Linked DNA regions of Hordeum vulgare: region 1 is linked to region 2. The links are chromatin contacts, called in public Hi-C maps. All regions are on one chromosome and are shown on one strand. The core of a region is the stretch at or near the end of the contact, and the rest is flanking DNA. Distances in the headings are between cores, read along the strand shown.

Region 1 (3,165 bases), core at 124-2,623, 150 kb before region 2:
TGCTGCTTCAAACAAAGAGGAACAGCCTCCGATAAATCTGTTTATTCTGATGGTCACACATGACACAAAGAAGAAAAGGAAAAAGGGATCTTGCATGAGAATAAAGTGAAGAACTGGATTCCCCATAATAGGTGAGACACGTTTCTTGCAACATACGGAATAGTATAAAGCAAGTTCATAAGTTATGCCATTTGTGGTACCAGTGCACCGGCATGCTTTTTGTCTTTTTCTCTTCTATTTCCAAAGAGAGAGTGGTTATTAAAACTCTTAAGAAAGGACAATGCCATCATAAGGTCGAGCGAACAGTTGGTCTCTCTGTTTCCAGTTTAAACATTATCAAATCATCTCATAAGGCATGAGGCAGGCAATTATTGTAGTTAAACTGTAGTACAAATAATGGGCAAGAGCCAAGAGGTCACCTTGACCTTAGTTCAGACAGATATAAATACAGTAAACCAATGATAGACTGGAACTGAATTGAATATTTCTTGCTGGTCTACATTTAGGTCCTATATAAAAACTGAAACTGTACAAGCAATTGTCTAACCCAAAAGGAAATGCCACTGAAACTGCACAAGCAATTGCAGAATAATTCCCGGGGATAAAAACGGATGAAGAGAGTACTTCATGACTAATAAAAAGACGCCGTACTGCAAAAGTGGAAAGCAAAGCTGCCAAGCAAGGCTAGCAACCACTACTCCCAACGTGCAACTTATCTGGCATTCTGAATCAAAGCAGCGACAACCACTTTGGTTTTTCTAAGGGTTTGCAGATTGCAGCTGCAGATCAATAATTTACAGATCGGTAGGGCTACATCAGCAGTCGTTCGTATGGTCACAGTATTCGAAACCATTGCACTTCGCTGCTCGAAGGTGAATCTTTCCACTCGAAATTACTGTAATTTCAGGCAGCTCTTGAGGTCGACATGAACATGAGCATTGAGCAAGTGAGAGATTCAGAGAGGGGGAGGCTGGGAGCAGCAAGCATACCTTCGATGGTCCCGACGAAGCCGCTGCAGTTGGTGTCCTGCGCGATGAGGCTGAGCCGGGTGCCGGCGAGCACCGTGCGGTCCGCGTTGACGTCGTCGACGGCGAGCTCGATGGCGAGCCGCGCCGCGCGGCCAATGACGGAGTCGTAGGTGAAGAGCGCGCCCACGGCGACCTCGCTCGGACGCGGCCCGGCCCCCGCCGCGGTGACCGCCCTCGCCGCGGCGGCGAGCAAGGCCAGGAGCAGCGGCATCAGCTGGAGCGCGCCCATTGGCCTAATCCACGAGCTTCCCCGTCCCTGTCTGTCTGTTCTGTCTGTGTGTGTCCGTCGCGCCACAGCACAGCAGCGTGGGTGTTTGCTTGGCAGTTCCTACATGTGCATCACGCACGCAGCGCAAGTCACGTGACAAATTTGTGACCCCTTTATTCCCTTTCAGCACTGCTCAAAACATTTTGTCACTAGATAGGTGCCCTGTTTGTTTCAGAACTCACAAAGACTTTTTTTTATTCTCAACTAAAAACTCTCTAGTCCCTATCCGTTTGTTTACATGGACTAAGACCCTGTTTTTTAAAAAGTCCTAGGACTTTTTTTTAGTCCTAACTAAAATGTCTCTAGTCCCTATCCGTTTCTTTCCAGGAAGTAAACAGGGACTAGAGGTCATTAAATGACATGCAAAAAGATCATGTTACCCCTACTAATGTGTTACTCCCTCCGTTCCTAAATATAAGACCTTTTAGAGATTGTACTATAAACTACATACGGATGTACATAGACATATTTTAGAGTATAGATTCACTCATTTTGCTACGTATGTAGTCTTCTAGTCAAATACCTAAAAGGTCTTATATTTTGAAACGGAGGGGGTAGAAGTTATTAAATGGCATGTTAAAAGTAGGGGCACTGTTGGAAAAGGTGTCAAAAAGTCCCTCCCATAAGGACTTCTTCCCTTAGTCTCAAATACCCTCCTTTTAGTCCCTAAAAGTCCCTCTTGTTTCTTTTACATGGGACTAAAACAGATTTTTTTAGTCCCTAGAGCAAAAAGTCCCTGTAAAGAAACACCCCCTAAACAGGGACTAAAGGTCATTAAATGACATGCAAAAAGACCATGTTACCCCTAGTAATGTACTAGAAGTTATTAAATGACATGCTAAAAGTAGGGAAACTGTTGAAAAAAGTCCTAAAAAGACCCTTTCATAGGGACTTCTTCCTTTAGTCCCAAATACCCCCTTTTAGTCCCTAAAAGTCTCTCATGTTTGTTTCACATGAGACTAAAAGGGGATTTTTTTTAGTCCCTACACCAAAAAGTTCCTTGAAACAAACACCCCCAGCGTCCTACTGTTGTTGTGTTGTAAAGAGAGAGGTGGGTTGGGGGCCTTGATCTGCTCATAGATCCCTATTTCCCAGCTCCAAGCGTTAAGCTTTCAAAAAAGGAAAAAAACAACCTTATTAGGACAAATGATGTTCTTCAGATCGAAAATGACTCCTTTTTATACAAGGGCATAATAAATGACTGCTACCCAGCATACAATCTTAATCTTATTGTTACGCACTAGCAAAAGAAACCACGCGTGGCAATGGAAAAAAAGAAAATACCGTAATCATCTTAACCCGATAACCATGAGCCAAGACCCCAACAAGTCCACATCCTTCCTTTCGACATGACATCGCATCCGTGTTGCTATTTATCCTCCTTCTCACTCTCGCCGACGGTGGCCTCACACTATACGTTTGAATGTTATCAATCCTAAGGTATCTTTCTTTCGGCATTAGATTTGGCAGGATATGAAAAAACATGTCTGATGTAGTTTTTTTCATGTGAGGTTTTTGCTAGTCTTTCGTCTCCAATCCTGGTCTTGCTGAGGTGTTCTTTTTTAATCCGGATCGATACGGATATGAAAGAAACACGAATGATGCGGTATTGATTAAAGTTGCATCATAAATAATATTTTAAAAATGTTTAAACGTAAAATAACATCATATTCAGATTCTACACATTCTCTAATCAAATTTATATATAACATGCTAAATTTGAAGTTAGGGTTTAAAAGATATGGGTACACTTTAAAATCATTTCATATGGACTGCGGGTTGATATATAAATCAAATAACATACTAAAATACACTTTGGTGCTTACAAGTTGCCATTGATGTTTACTTTCGTGCCTGAACTTGAAAAGT
Region 2 (3,129 bases), core at 177-2,676:
TGGCTCGGTGGCGTGGAGGAGAAGCCGTTCGTGCGGCGGGTGAGGCAGCTCGAGCAGCCATGTTGCTTGCGTCGGGGCGCGACATGTGCGTGAGCCGAGGGCGTGCGGATCACCGGAGGAGAACACGTCCAGCGGAGCGCAGGACGGCCGCATCGATTATGTCAGTGCGTGATCGTGTGCGCGAGCCAGGGCGTGCAGGGCGTGGCGTCATCGAGGAGCTTGGCGTGCGTCGCCGAGGAGCTCGACGTGTGTCGTCGGTGGAGAAGAAGCTCGGCGTGCGATCGTCGAGGAAGAACATGGAGGCATCGTCGGGCGAAGGTGGAGGCCGTTGCAGCGGCGAAGCCGACGTCGACAAGCACTAGGTCATGGCTTAGGGCGTGATTGATAGCATAAGCCATGACGCGTACATGTGTGCGCGTCCGGGCGCGTAGGCATGCAGGTGTGCGTGTGTGTGTGTGTTTTGGTGCAGCGGCGCGTCGGTAGGGCAGGACCTTGTCGCGAGGTGCCGTTAGTTGGCCGCGTCCGTTGCGTACGCGCGCGGCGAGAGTGTGGGCCGAGTGCGCGCGGATCGTGGCGACTGGGGGTGGGCGTGACGCGGCGCGTGCGGGCGCGCGTGTGTATAAAGCCACCACGAGCCAATGTAATCTACACCGAATCTGAGTACGTGCTCAGGGAAGGAAAGACAAGGCCGTTCGTGCGGCTAGGGGTCCGTGCGCCGGAAAATCCATCGTCTCCAGCCCTTGTTCTACCTCCAGCAGTGAGAGAGCAAAAGAGAGCTAGGTGCAGGAACTCGGCTGCACCAACAATTGGTATCAGAGCCTTCATGGCCTGAGCCCGTGGAGCATGGCCATGTCGTGCGTGCGGGGAGCGCGACGGCTGCGGCAGACCTGCTTGGTGGCGCAGAGGCTGCTGTGGCGCGGCGTGGCTCGGTGGCGTGAAGGAGAAGACGTTCGTGCGGCGGGTGAGGCAGCTCGAGCAGCCATGTTGCTTGCGTCGGGGCGCGACATGTGCGTGAGCCGAGGGCGTGCGGATCATCGGAGGAGAACACGTCCAGCGTCTCCAATCCTTCTTCTATCTCCAGCCTTGAGAGAGCAAGAGAGAGCTAGGTGCAGGAACTCGGCTGCACCAACACAGCTCCATAGCAAGGCACGAATTTTACTGGTTTCCACAAGCTTTTCCACTGCTTCTGCTCGGTCGTTGAGGAGGGGGAGGAGCTAGACTGTTGGCCTTCCAGACAGTCCTGCTGCACCTTCTCCGTAGTTGCCAATAATAAAAGAAGAAAGGCGAGTGGAAAAAGCAAACAAGAGTGGGTGGCTCGTGCGCCCCTCCCAGTCCCAGCGTCCTGACGGGCCAACAACCGCGTCTCCGGCGCGTGGTCGCGTGCCCTTAAGAACATTCCGCTCTTCCTTGCCTCTCTGTGTTTCCACGCAGTCAACGACACTGCTGTGAGAGAGATGAGTGGGTTCGGGGAGATAATCGCGAGCGCCGTGGGGAAGCAAATCGCGAGCAAGCTCGGTGAAGTCGCCGCGGAGGAGGCCACCCTGCAGTGGAGGTTCAAGGACGATGTTGACATCATGGCGGACAAGATGCAAGATCTGGAGGCCGTGTTGCATGATGCGGATGATAGGCTGCGCCGACGAGGAAGAGATGGGGAAGCTGTTGGGCGGTGGCTCACCAAATTCAAGTCTGTCGCCTACGACGTCGAGGACGTGCTGGATGATCTGGACGCCATCGAGCTCTTAAAGAAGAGCCAACCAAAGGTATACAGTATACTTGCTTATTACAATCTCCTGTTGTAAGGTCGTGATCCAGGTCGAGATCTAGCCTTCCAGAGTCCTGCACTTTACGATTATTATGAACACTTACATGGTGATTCATAGGTTCATTGCCATGCTCAAAGCAAAAGAGTTGCTTTGAATCTCAACAGTCGTTCATAATTTCTACCTAATAATAATAAAGCAAATAGTGCTTTAAATCGCAGCCCGTCTATTTCATATAAAGCTATCCCTAGATATGGACATAAGAGAACGTGCGGCCGACTGGCTACACCAATGGAGTCTCGGAGAACTGAGTCCGAGTCCCATTTGTCTTCTTTTTTCTATTCGCTTTCCTTTTTAACTTGCAGTCCGTCAAGGATGGTTCACTACTTTTCTTTTCTTTTTAACTTGCAGTCCGTCAAGGATGGTTCACTACTTTTCTTTTTCTGTATTTTGAATCCCAGTTGCACAAAAATGTTATAATTTGATCCCATATTAATCTTTTCTTGACAGATTCAAGTACTTTTAAATTTTTTCATATCTTCGAAGCCCCGACTCTAATTTAACATGTTACATCTGAAAATCACCCAAAAAATTATGTAGATTCCAAATATAAGATTATCATGCATGTTTATCATTTTGATAATTACATTTACTCCTTATATGGGATATTTTGAATGTCTATTATATATTTTTTCTATCAATTTAAATAGACTAGCTAGGATAGATTGATACTCTCATAAAATTGATCATCAACACATTAGGAATGTTCATTCCTATCAATTACCATATGCAAAAGGTCACAACAAGCACATAATCATTCTCTCTAATTCGTCGAGTGCACAATAACCAACCCATATACGATGATGTACACTAAATTGCTAATGTATGTTTAAAACTAAGTTAAGTCTTCACATGGATACAGTTGCAAAAACATATATCAACAAGATAAAAATAATGTTGTTATGCACATGCTATCATTTAGTACTAAAATGTACTTGGCTATTTTCAACCTAATGCACTAGATGGTTATTTTTTTGTTTAATAAATTGAACACAACTTTAGTACACTTATAACACCGTATCACCTTCATGTTTTTTTCACAACACCACTTATCATGTTGTTTTAAATATGACCTCGTGAAAGATTTTATGGGATTTACTGATAACGTCTAATGTATGTATGATGAATGATTTATTTTTTCCCATTGCAACGCACGGGCATATTTGCTAGTTTGTATTCATGTCTCTTTTACTATTTGTCGATCGCTTGAGAATTTCTTTTCTCATCCACCAAATTGCAGAGTATTTTTCCGACATCCTTAAGCTGCACAGTGACTATTAATTAAGTTCAACTTATCTTCGCCTAGTTT

The links. Hi-C and Micro-C count contacts between places; a contact is called where the count stands out from the background.
Region 1: a Hi-C map of seedling shows a contact between it and region 2, with 4 times the contacts expected there. The contact joins the promoter of LOC123450000 here to the promoter of LOC123449945 in region 2. A contact is called at or near these places in 2 of 6 Hi-C or Micro-C datasets (leaf and seedling).

What each region holds. Positions count from the first base shown.
Region 1 is chr1H:497,795,720-497,798,884 of MorexV3_pseudomolecules_assembly, reverse strand. It overlaps LOC123450000 (glutamate receptor 3.5-like), which reads right to left and starts at 1,373. Exons shown (of 6, transcript XM_045127397.1): 1 at 990-1,373. The coding sequence starts at 1,257.
Region 2 is chr1H:497,646,783-497,649,911 of MorexV3_pseudomolecules_assembly, reverse strand. LOC123449945 (disease resistance protein RGA2-like) reads left to right here and starts at 1,426. Exons shown (of 5, transcript XM_045127348.1): 1 at 1,426-1,760. The coding sequence starts at 1,455.